Regions from separate parts of the Anser cygnoides genome. Here region 2 is linked to region 1. Evidence: chromatin contacts called from public Hi-C data. All regions are on one chromosome and are shown on one strand. The core of a region is the stretch at or near the end of the contact, and the rest is flanking DNA. Distances in the headings are between cores, read along the strand shown. Region 1 overlaps GNAS (GNAS complex locus). Region 2 overlaps APCDD1L (APC down-regulated 1 like).

Region 1 (6,424 bases), core at 2,175-4,674:
ATAGTTCTTCTGTTAACTCTCTAGAGAACAGTACTGGTTGGCTACCATGCATCCAAAAATTCTGCTTCTGTAAAAATCATCCTGAACAAACAAGGAAAGCAAGACCACAGCTGTGACTGTCCAGATGTAGAATATCTTTGTCATCAAAAACTAGTATTTCACATGTTCTCAAAACTGTCTTACCATATTATCTATATTAAACAAACATAGTTTATCTGACATTTTAATAACTTAAGTTACCCCTTTCAAATAACGTGGCAAATTATCACTGTACTCTAGAATCTGATACTTACATATTTCTAAAAATTATTTTAGAGGGTAGTAAAAATACCCATGAACGTTTCAGTCCTTATTGTGTATGTTTGCAATGATATCTTCACCATAACACCTTTGGCAGGAGTGGGGAGTTAATTTTATTATGTAGAGGTAACATAGTCAAAGGATTGATTTCTTTAAAGCTCAGGCAAATGAAAAAAAAAAAAAGATCGTGGAATTTTGTCATCTAAAAAACCATAATCCTAAGAGAATCTTAACTAGCTGTTATCAATTACCAACATGAAGAAACACATCACCTGCATTCCCAAAGTTGGGAAAACATAAAATGTTAAAGCAATTATGAACAGGAGCAGAATAACTCAGAAGATAATGCTAACAATTTAATCTCTAACAAGTTAACAGAGCTTTATGTGGAAATACAGGAATTTAATATACTATAGGTATTTATAGTACATTTTCTACACATTTACATTTACAGTATAATCACGAGACTTTTTAAAAAATTTTTTTTAACTTTCATTCTTGCACCACTAAGGCAATTTGGAATTAGACATATGTATTCAACAGTCCATTAACACCACCAAAAAAAAAAAAAAAAAAAACAAAAAACAAACAGGTGACTAACCAATACTTCACTATTTCTGACAAACAAAATCTTTTTACCTAGACAGTAAAATAATAGACTTTTTAAATAACTTTATCTTGTGCATACCCATCTCAAACTCCTTCACAAGATTTATAATCTCAGTTTAATTTCTTTGCAGACTCCCAAGGGACTAATTTCAGTTACATTTGAGCTGTTTTCTCCCAGTTTGGATTTAATAAATTAGGGAGGGCAACAAATATTAAGTATGTAAAAAGGTAACAATTTTAAAATGACAATTCCTGGAAAAAAACATTCTTTATGTGTTAAATTCCCTGAAGAACAGAAATGGCCAAGATGTGTTTCAGACATCTGACTATTAGTCAACTATTGTTAAAGTGATCCAATTATTAAATAGGCAAGAATTATTTATTTTACTTATATAAACTATCCTTCTTTGACGGGTCTGGAATAAATTAACACATCCACATGTTTCTTTGCTTACTATGCCAAGAAGAATGACTAATATTTTTCTATAATAATATTTTGATAAGAAAATGAATGTTCAGTTTATATTTGTAATATGAGTTTCTGCATAGTTTTTATGAGCTGAATCAAATATGAAGTGGTCAAATTAGAAGGATTTGAACAACCTAATTTAAAAACAAAACAGCTTTGCTCAAATACAAAAAGTATTTTCTTCGCTACTTTATCAAATGAAAGCATATTTGGGCTGTCAAAAATATACTGGTTAAAGAATTTAGACAGGCTTCATCTGAATTACATTTAAACATCAAAACTAATTTAAAATGATCTAGAGAAACAAGCTGTGGAATGTCCAATCCTCAAAAAAAAAAAAAAGTAATTAAATGCTCAGGGCTTAGCTTACTAAATACAATTACGGACATCCACCTCCTTCCTCCCCTTGCCAGATAAAATGCCCTCACCCGGCCACCTCCAGCCATGGCAGGAGGACTCGCAACACCCTGGAGGCTGACCCCAGACCTGGAAAAGGGGGAAGGCATCCATCCACCTGCATTATAACGCCATGCTTTCCAGCTGTGTTGGTAAGACACCAACACAGACCCTGCAGCGGGCTCGCTCCTCACACCTTCCCCTCCTGCCCACGGACACGAGCCCAGGGCGCAGGGCGAGGGGCAGCCCGCGGACCCCGCCAGACATCGGGGGAGATGTTACAGCACGCTCCCCTGCAACGCCCGGTGCTCCTAACCTGCGTGACAAGTGCCAGTCGGAGAGCTTCAGATCCTCAGTTCCAAAAAATAAAACTAAAAGTGAGAGTCTGATTGAAACCGTAGTTGCCTCTACACTAAAGGAGCTTTCTGTTTTTCCCTACCCAGTGGCTGGGGCAGCTTCAGGAAACAGGTCTGCCTGTCTGTCACAATAATTGTTTCTGCCTCAGTTATCTAGTCCAGTCAAAACAAGCCAAGTTCATAGCCAGAGCTGCAAGAGATTTCGAACAAGATTTCTGCGAGCCCCCCTGCAAGCCGAGCATCTCCCTGACACCCAGCTCGCCTCACCCCACTGCTCCCCGGCCAGGACCACCGGGCCCCTCAACATCACCAACCCCAATACGCAACGGGACCGCTCGGAAGAAAAAATCCACTCAAGGTCTCCCTGTCCTTTCCTATCACACAGCTGACTGCTCCCTCCCTTCGCCATCGCGCGGTCCCCTGGAGAAAAGCCTGCACCTTCCGGGCCGCAGGAAGCAGCGCGGCCCCACTGGGGCTGGGGCCCCGGCTGGCTGCTGCCCTTGAGCCGCTTCTCTGCGGCTCTGTGCGAGATTTATAATCCAGCTGGCTGCCTGGCGGCTCTGCCAGAGCCGGGGGGCCGGAGCGGGACGGCAGCGCTCGGGTCTGCACGCCTGGAAGTGACCGAGGGTCTTGCAAAGCAGAGCCGGACCACTGTCACAAAAACCAAATAAAACCATCCCCCCCCCAAAAAAAAATCCCACACCTAAAAAAGATGAAGAGAAATAGAAAAAAAAGTGAAAACCAACCCTGAAAGGCTTTCTAGCTGGTCTGTCCCCAGACTATGCAGGAGGCTCAGCAAAAGAGGAATTTGTCCCCCACCCCCTCTGGCACAAAGTTGCAGCACGCGCAAACAAACAAAAAAAAAATCCATAAAAAACGCCAAAAAATACCCAAAGCTCATCCTCTGCAGTGTACAGGGTGCCTCTTTAATATTTTCAATCTGCAGAGGGATTTGCTTTGGGATTTCTTGCCGGTGAAGGCAGAGGGAGCAGGGCAGGAGCGGATCAGAAGGGAGAAGTTCCCCAGAGGGTTTCAGAAGTTACCGCACATGTATTTCACCAGCGGCTATTTTTAACCCGGCGGTTGCTATTTTTACCAATGTCAGTGTTTTCCATGTGTTGAACTCTGTCCCCGCGCAGGCTGCGGGGCGCTGCGCCCCGGCCCCCCCCCAGGCGGCCCCCAGGCTCCCTGCTCCCCCCCGCTCCTCCTCCCTCCAGCGCTGGCGTTGGGTTGTGTGCAGCACTTCGGGAGCTCTTTCCAGAGTATCAGCAGGGCCTGGACTCCGCTCCCGCTGCCCCTCCTTTGTATGGATATATCTGGGGGGGGGTGCGTGGTACAAAGTCCAACCGCCAGCACCCAGCAAAGCTCCTGCTTCAACTTCATTCCTCTCCAAACGCATTCCTGCCAACCGGGAGGGGAGAGGGGAAAAAAAAAAAGAAGAAAAGAAAAAGTAAACAAACGCCACTGTTGCTAAGTTTTGCACTTTATACCCTTTTATATTTACAATCCTCTCTTGGCTAAAAATAGCAACACATGATCCATTTATAACTGGCCGGACATGCCCCGAAGCCGCTGGCGGGGCCCTGGCTGATGAAAGGAGCTCTTTGCGTTCCTTCTACCTGAGCTCATCTCGCGCTTAAAGGGCTCAGACAACCCCGCTGCCACAAAGCACACATTGAAACCTCTGCTGCTTCCAGGGGAGATCAGGATAAGGGGTGCAAAAAAATAAAATAGCGTAAAAAAAAAAAAGACACTAAGCCCTACAGGCTGCCCCGTGCCCTGCTTGGCGGAACATGGGAGCAGGGAGGTGCGGGAGGGGAAGGCGGCCCTGGCACCGGGCAGGAGTGTGCCCCAACCCATGGCAAAGGGGCTGTGGAGGCAGCTCGGGACACGATCGAGAAATGACTCTGGAAATCACACCAGAGGCGGCCATGGGAGCGACTGCGGGCTCGGCTCTCAGGACAGCTTGGGTGGTCATTCTGGAAGCGACCTTCGGATGGCAGCCAGAGGTGGCTGCTGGGGATGGCTCCAGAAGTGGGTTGGGAGGTGGCCCTAAAAGCGGCTGGAAATGGTGCCCAGTTTGTCTGTAGACCACTCCAGGCCTGGTTCTTGGGCTTGGGCTGGAGAGCGATTCCAGAACCAGCGCTGAAGCTGGCCTAGAAGCAGCACCTCAACTGCCCGAGGCAGAAATGCACGGATTTATTTGCAATGATTGTTCACACAGGAAGTTTTAAAAATGGGGGATTTTCTTCTTTCACCAGTACTAACATCTTCTGAATCCAACGTTAAAAATTTCCATCAGCACCTGTGAAGGATTCATAGCTGCGCGTGTAGTGTAAACAGCTCGGGAACTGAAGGAGAAGTCACAAGGGCCAGGCACAATGCCCGTTTCAGTGGAAGCCACACCTTCCCTTAGAGAGCCCAGGTGCCACACGAATGCCACTTCCCTTCTAGTATCAACAAGCTTCAATGTTTTAAAGTTTCCTCTTTGAGGCACACGTTTCCTGCTTTTAGTCTCTTGTCGCAGAACCAGGCCCAGGTCAGAGGCAGGACGGCAGGTCACACATCGCCCAGCAGCGGTAACAGAAACTACGGTGCGGGACTACGCTGGCAAACATCACTGTTTTAGCACAGTTTATCACAAAGATGCAAATCCTAGATGCTTAGAAATAGAGTCAAGCCCTCCCAAAATTATGGGACCTAAAGGAAAATACACCTTCCAGTTATGCGTCTTTCAGGTACTTTAGATGTTTCTCAGTACTCTTTAGAGCCAAGGAACACGGTTTGTTTGCAGTGACAGCAAGAGTTCAGTGCAGGATGCCATGGATTGCAGCTCCAAGGAAAAATGTAAGAATCATGGTAGGACCTGGAGAACAATTGATTGGAACAGCTGGCAACATCCTTACCTACATTTATTCTTTACAGCCCTATTTGCTGCTTTTCTGCCATTCTTCTTGGTTTTGGTTTCTTTATGGGAAACCACATCACCTGACATCTCGTCTGTGCCGGAGCTTTCAGGCTACATTTCCCCTCTGTGACTACACCACATACATGCTCACATCTACGTGTACTGGTGCCTTCGTCAGCATCGGACATCCTTCTTCCAAGTGCAACCGCAAGGGTTATTTTGCTGACGAGGTGCTGAGCCCGCAGGTCCCCACCCCAGCAGCTGCAGCCCCACAGCCCCCCTGTGGGGGGCTCCTGCAGCTTGCAAACACCATCAGCCTTTTCCCCTGCTCCTTCCCCTCCCTGGCACCTTCCCGTTCTCACCATCTTCCATTTTGAAGCTGACATCCACCCCCTACTCCTTGCAGCTTTGGCCCCCTCTTCTGCCAACAAAACCAAACTCCCTGGCCATGATCCCCTTGGAGGTCTGCCACGTATTCAACAAGTAGAAATGCCACTTTTTTTTTCTTTGGAGGGCCACAGCAGGGCAGATGCAAAGAGAACAAAGCAGCACTGCAAGCAGTCCCTGTAACACAGGGTGTGATGGCTGGTGGTGATGTCCTCTGCAGCTGTGCTGGCTCCGACACAGGTCTGATGGCCATTGCTGGTGTCAGGAGTACCTGCTTGGGGTAAGGCACGTAAGAGGGTTGTGTTGCCAAGATCTGAGTCAATGTCTCACAGATACCTAACTATGGCCTGACATAAGGAAAGGGGAGTTAAAAATAGAGCACACGTATCTCCTGGGAAAATACATGCTGTTACACACTGTTGTATCTATCCACATTGGAAGATGTTCCTGGAAACCGTTTCTGCCCTGCACTTTCCTCTTTCTGCCAATGCTCTCGTTCTGGGAGCGCCCCTTTGCATTTGCTATTTATTGCTCCTTCCAGATGTCACGTGCCAGTGTCCCCTGCTAGGATGGGACTCAGCACCTCACCTTCAGAAATGACCGAAATCTAACATCTCTAGCTGTGATGGAGGATTACAGGGCAGCGTTAAGGATTCCAGGTACATGGAACTGTTATCCCAGTGTTTACGCTGGATAATTCCTTCTGGTATGGAGTTATTTTACTCCTTAAATGGACTAAAATGTAATAAGACAGAAATAAACTTGTCTATGTAGATAAAAGTACACTAAGTAGTAAATTATACTAGGGAAAATGAAACAAAGACAACAGCTTTCCCATGAACACAAATTTAGCATCTTTTATGCCTACACACAGACAGGTAATGCACAGCATTTCACACATTACCTTTGTGGTTTGGTTCAGAACACCTAAGGAGACTGCTGGGTGTCTCACCAGGGAATCTACCTGTAATATTTAGGAGTATCTTCCTCCAGCCTGTA
Region 2 (6,424 bases), core at 2,527-5,026, 180 kb after region 1:
ATGCATTTTCTCCTCCTTTTATAAAGAAACAGATGTGTGACTCAACTTTGCGCTTTTCCAAAGTCAATCTGTGTGGAGGAACACAAACAAGATTTGTTTCCAACAAGGCATGTTACAATATTTCTCTCCTGGCTGGTATTTTTTTCCTTCATAATGGAGAAGTGGGTCTGAATCTGCAGCATACAGTAGTTTGTAGTACAGCCCCCGTGGCAGGTTCTCATTTCAGGCTTGGCCATTGCCTAGGAATCTTTCGTCCTAATTTTACCAAGAATTTACTTCGCGTAGGAATTTCCAGTTCTGCCTTTCTATCATTTGATGCTGCGGGTCTGATTTTTCTAAAAATTGCTTATACAAATGAGCGTATGGAATAGTTGATTAGTATTTGCTACTGCAGTTGCCTCAAGGCTTGATCCAGTTTCTGCTGATTCCAGGGATCAGCCTCCGTTCCTGGGTACTGGCGTTCCTAATTGCCTGAGAGCTTGTGCAGCCCTATTGCCTGGAGACCTTGGGCCAGTGCTTTGGATGCAGCACGCACCAGAAAGCTGGAAAAAGATACTGTTTTGTCTAGCTGCTGCACTGAGGAGCTCTCTGGAAACGCTTGTGGTTAATCAATACAGACAGACAGGATAACGAGTGAGTGGAAGAGATCACAGTTGAGGTTTTTTTTTTTTAGATTTTCCTATGAATGGGTATTTTTGTCTTGAAGATGAATTGTGAATAATTTCCTCCTCCTCCCCCCCAATAACAACTCTGTGAAGCAGTCAATTTGAGTCTCTTACGACGGAGAGAGAAGCTGCCCTGATGCGCTTCCCCAAGGGGCTGAGTAACAGAGTGACATATGAGTGACAGCCACTTTATGCTGCTTTTGGAATAGAAATGTGCCCTAACTACAGATTTTAGGTCTGGAACTGAACTTTTCCAAATTGAAATACTGTTTGGATCTGGTGGGACTGGGCTGGAGTATTTGAGAGAGAAAAGCAGCCACAAAATTTGGATTCAAGCCAGTAGCTTTTGGTTTGAGGATGCATCCAGCTTGGAGTCTTGTGTACAGTTAAGTAAGACAAAATCCTTAGGAATTCCCATCATGTCAAATATTTACATTCTGGAGGGTTTTTTCTTTTTTCTTTTTTCTTTTTTTTTTTTTTTTTTTTTTCCCATGGAGTTTGATCCTGATTATAAAAATTCCCTTTTCTATTGAACGTGTCAAAATCTTGTGATGGTGTTGCCAAAGTGTCTGTGCTCTCAAACAATGTAGACTTTTGGTGTTTCTGCCAAAAGCAGCAATAAGGGTTCAGTCAAATATTGAAGCTTCTGCTGCAATAAACACACACACAGAGCAGTTAGCAAGTTCAGAATGTGGCTGTATTTTGCACTGTTATTTCGGTATAACTATAGACTACACCGACACCTCTGGAGTCTTTCTGTGGTTATAAGCAAGAGCAAATTTGGCCTGTCTAGTCTGTTACCTCTAATCCAAATACAGTTATTTTTTAGTTTACAGTATTCTCTAGGATAATGATTTCATGTGTTTTTAAGTGTAATTCAGTCTGGACTGTCATTGAACTGAAAGATCTCCAAAAGCTGTGCCAGTAATTAGGCCTCGTGATAGGGCAGGCAGATGAAGCTTGGTGTATTTTGCAGGTGTGTAAAAGAGCACACAGGAGTAAGGCATACACGGGAGTAAATTTTCCTGAGGGCACAGAGCAAAGTCATGGCAGAAATTTGATGAAAGTGCAGAGCTCTAACTCTGGGCACCCACAGAGATGCTGAAATGAAGGCATAACTAATAACAATGAGTTTTGTCATTCAATATTGTCTGCTTTTCATATGAGGGCTCACAGGAACTGCTCTTTAGGAAGCACTATGCAAGCAATTGTGAAGGAGCTGGCTATCCCTGCTCACCATGTCAAGCCCTTACAGATGATTAAAACAGTACAATTGTAAGTCTGCTCCAGAAAGACCCCTTAACACTAATAATATGTCTTTCCAGCTAGTTTATGCACTTCAGTGCATAGTGAGGTACCAGAACATCCACGGCTGGTTTCACTAGCCTTTAGGTAGGTAGGCTGCTTCTGTTACTGCTCCCCTGCTTAGCTGGGGGCTTCATTTTCCATGTGGTTATTCCCTTTGTGACCTGTGATAGTTTAAGGGTTTCTGTGCTAAAATCTGCACAAATGCATTTCAAAGATGCTGTTACTGTGATGCGTAAAACCTTTGCAAACGGCAGCTCTGTAGTGAAGAGACTAAATTTGTGCGTCATAAGTCTTAAGTTGTATAGTATTAGATTAGTAATAAAATACCATTTGAGTGGAAATGCCTCTGCTTTGCCACATGTTCAGGAGCCTCTGACTTGCACAACAAGAGTTTATTTGCTGAGTTGCCGTTTCGCTTGGTGTAGCCCTTGTGTGTATTTGTGGCAAACAGATGCTGAAGATTTTCAGCAGGCATTTGACCCCGTGTGCGTGGAGGACGCATTGATGCCAGAGAGGAGAGGCTCCTGTCTCGGAATATATTGGCTGTTGGGAATCGAGGGAGCCTCCCTGGTAGACCCCAGCTGTGAATCTGGCCCCGAGTGTTTATATTTGTGTTACATCCCAAGCTTTTGAGCCAGGGAATTTTGCTGACGTTGCTCAGCAGCTTGTATGTAGTCTTGCCCATGGTTGACAGCAGACCCACATGCGCTAGCTGCCTTTGCAAACACTTCTTGTTACAAGGGCGCTGCTCAGAGAGGTGCTTGTGCCCTCCCAGCCTGGCTCGGGCCCTTTGTGGTTCCTTCCCTCACGTACAGTCAGATGGTTTGGGTTTCCCTTCCAATGAGAGGTCTGGTTTAAACAAATTTCTCTACAAAGATCACGGGGTGGTTCAGGTTATGTGAAGGCGTTGGCTCATAGGGACTAAGAGGAGCAGTTGCGATTTGTTGTGGAGCACATGAAGATCAGATCTCTCCAGTCGTGATCTTGAGTGAGGAGGGGAATGGATTACATGTGCATAAGCCATAAAAGTTGGCTTGAAAATTTCCAGCACACTGCTACAAAAATTGCAAAGCACAGCTAGGGCGAGTGAACGCCGGCTGGGCTAATAAACCCGGGGCAGCGCTGGGCCGGCCTGGAACTGCACCAGGCTGCGGGACCTGGCTTTGCCGGACGGACACTTGTCCAACTGCAGAAAATCGGTGGGGTTTCAGGAGCTGTGCTGGGAACTCGTTTCACATCGTTACAGAGGCAAATCCCATGTTTCTTACTGAAGCAAACTCACGATGAATGCCACAGAAGTTTGCCTAAGCAAAGAGTGAATAACATACAGGAATATATGCATATATGTGTGTGTGCATGCAAAGGTCTTCAGGATTTAGCTGAGTGTTCGCACATTCCCTAAGCCAATAACATCCGTTGTTATGGGAAATGAGGTAAGTGACAGAATTACTGTCCTTATGGCGGGCGACAGGCGAGTCTAATGTTCCCATGCTGTAATTCCCTGTTCCAGTTACTGCTTCAACAATAGCTTCAGAGAGAGAACAGGAACAAAGCACGCTCAGTTTTATTCGAAGATTTCATCTAAAAAAGTGGCTGCGTTTTGTTCAAACCAAAGCTGGAAAACAGTAAATAAAATTTCAGTATCCTTAACCAACTGTTCGCTTCTTCACTCACCCGGCTGGGGTGTCAGGCTCTGACTGGATCTTCTGGTGAACGTAACCCAGGAGGTTTTCTGGGCCTCGGTGCGTAAAAGGGTCTGTGCCTGTGAGGAAGTGCACGTCCTGCTCGGCAGGGCCTGGCCGTGGGTGCCCGACTGTGGGTGCCCGGGCCCGGCTGTGGGTGCCCGGGCCCGGCTGTGGGTGCCCGGGCCCGGCTCTGGGCTCTCGCCTCCGCGGCCCCTCAGCGGGGTCCCCAGCCCCGAGCACCCCCGGGGCCTTCCCGGGAGCTCTGCGCGGCCCCGCGGTTGGGCTTATGCGGAGGGTTCGCACCCTCCGCGCTGCTGACGACTTCTTCCCCCCTTTTCTTTCTCTCGCCCCCATTTTCTCTCCCCCGACCCGGCGCAGCCTGCGCTGCCGCGGAGCCGCCGCTGCGCTGGGAGCCGCGGTGCCGGCAGCAGCTCCGCCACCTGCAGGACGGCGCCAGGATCGCGGCGCGGCTGCCGCCCCGCCTGGAGGGCCGCTGGGTGTCCACCGGGTAAGGCCCTTCCTCCCCCTCCTCCTCCTCCTCCTCCTCCTCCTTCACCCCCGGCACCCCGGTGCCCCCCGCCCCGAGCCCCCCTTCAGCCCTCTTGCCTCTGTCCCTCCCCAAGCTCCCGTCTCTGGGGCACGAAGCGCGGTGTCACGCCCAAAGAGTGCCGCCAGCACCCATGGGATTTCGCAGGATCACACCCATGGGATTTCGCAGGATCACAGGACGGCTCGGGTCCGAGGGGACCCTAAAGGTCACCCGGTTCCAGCCCCCTGCCGCAGGCAGGGACGCCACCCGCTTGATCAGGTTGCCCAGGGTTTGGGGAGCAGGTGCTCAAAATCACCCACCCGAGCACTGCCACCGGCGGTGGGAGGCTCCTGACCTCAGCGCTGCTTGCACCCACACTCGCCCCTGCTCTCCCTGCACCCCAATTTCACCCATCCCGGGCAGTGCAGGTGTCCTCGTCCCACGCCACCCCTCTGCTCCCCATCCCGCTCCGTGCAGGGTGCCCGCCTGCTGTGCCCCGTGTGTGGGTGGCTCACGCCTGCCTTCGTCCCCAGGTGCGAGGTGCGGCCGGGACCCGAGTTCCTCACCCGATCCTACCTCTTCTACGCCAACCGCCTCTTCAAGGCTTACCAGTTCTACTACTGGGACCCCTCCTGCCGGGAGCCCTCGTACTCCCTGGTCATCAAGGGCAAGCTGCGCCTGCGCCAGGCCTCCTGGATCACCCGCGGGGCCACCGAGGCCGACTACCACCTCCACAAAGTCGGCATCGTTTTCCACAGCCAGAAAGCCATGCGGGAGGTGGCCTCCTGGATCAACCAGACCTCGGGCGAGGGCTGCAGCGGGTTCCTGCCGCCGGGGCGCACCTGGGCTCCCGGAGCCCTCTACGAACTGCTGAGTGCCAAGTCCGAGCGCGACTGCACCGCAGCCCTGGGCTTTGCCATGCACGAGCTCAGCCTCGTGCGGGTGGAGAAGCATTATCAGCCCTTGCTGGAGCCGCAGCAGAGCGGCAGCCAGCTGGTGGAAGAGCTGTACCTGGGGGACATTCACACGGACTGGGTGGAGAGGCGCCACTACCGACCGACCGGTTACCAGCGACCGATGCAGAGCGCTGTGGTAAGAACAATGCTTTAGCACAGGCCCTATTGAGAGCAGATTCCCGGCTCTCCCCTCATCAGTTCACTGGGCTTTGTGAAGCACACGTTATTTTTGTACTGTTAAAATACTGATCACCTGCACCTCGAGCCCTTGTTATCCCACGGACCCACAGGAGGAGATGCAGGGCATGGGTGTGGGTTTACAGCATAAGAAGTAAGCCTGCAATGGCACGAGCCTGGAGTTAATGGCTTTTCTTTGGCTCTGTTTTCCTAGGAAATGCAATTTCCTAGTTTCCTGCACCACAGTCAGTGAAAGCTTTGGGCTGCACATCATTAGAGGCTGCCTACGCGCTGTTTGTCTTCCATCCCTCTCTAGCTCTTTGTCATGTCCTTCGGGTCTAGAGAGGAGCGAGGAAGCAAGTGTCTGCCATTAAATCATTGCTCCTCAGCGTAATGCCATTAAAGGAGGAAGTTGCTCTGAGTAACACTATTACACTGAGATTTAACTTTTAGTTTGACATAAATAAAACTGAGCAGGAGACCTGGTTGCTTTTTATTTTATATTTTGCTTTGTTTCCAGGAAAGCACATTTTTATCTGAATCGTAGCTTATCAATTCAGAAATTATTGAGTAGTGAGATGGGGTAAAAAATCCTCTTTGAACTTTACAGTTTAGATGGAACGCAATTAACTGAAGAAAAGTCTTTTGTGTGCAGCTTTCAAGGGGCAACATTTCCCCACACCCCAAACTACAGCAACTGGACTTGGAAAAAGAAAACCACAGAGCAACACCCCTCTCCTCCCTCAAAAATAACCTTCTCAAATTGGTTAAACTTGTGTTATCCTGGGCCAAAACCGTATATATGAGCAAAACCAGATGGTAAACATAAACACTTTTAAAAGTTAATTTAAAACCAAACCTAAAGATACTGAAATTCACTCTCTGAATATAGCACTGTAATTAATCAGCTAACAGCTCTCCAATGTACCCGCACATGATGTCACCACTTGGCGATAATTAGAAGCTGCCATACATTAGAAATAACTTCACACAACTGGTTTAAGCAAGTAAGATTTTTGGCTTCATGTCTATAGTGATAATTTTATTGGGCACGGGGTTTTTTCTTTCTTTTTTTACTGAACTAATATCCATTTGCCTGCACTA

What was found. A called contact is a pair of places that touch in the nucleus more often than the background predicts.
Region 2: a Hi-C map of liver shows a contact between it and region 1, with 9 times the contacts expected there. The contact joins two enhancer-like sites. A contact is called at or near these places in 2 of 7 Hi-C or Micro-C datasets (both in liver).

Annotation. Positions count from the first base shown.
Region 1 is chr16:5,303,102-5,309,525 of Taihu_goose_T2T_genome, forward strand. The region is part of intron 1 of GNAS (GNAS complex locus); the gene reads right to left. Among named protein-coding and RNA genes, the nearest start is that of GNAS, 25 kb to the right of the region's middle. Within about 2 kb of position 3,425, at least 3 of the 3 cell types and tissues checked have open chromatin away from gene starts, as enhancers often do. A contact at or near this core is called in liver, where this site is marked.
Region 2 is chr16:5,484,700-5,491,123 of Taihu_goose_T2T_genome, forward strand. APCDD1L (APC down-regulated 1 like) reads left to right here. Exons shown (of 4, transcript XM_048074644.2): 2 at 4,037-4,166; 3 at 4,721-5,279. Among named protein-coding and RNA genes, the nearest start is that of APCDD1L, 12 kb to the left of the region's middle. Within about 2 kb of position 3,777, at least 1 of the 3 cell types and tissues checked has open chromatin away from gene starts, as enhancers often do. A contact at or near this core is called in liver, where this site is marked.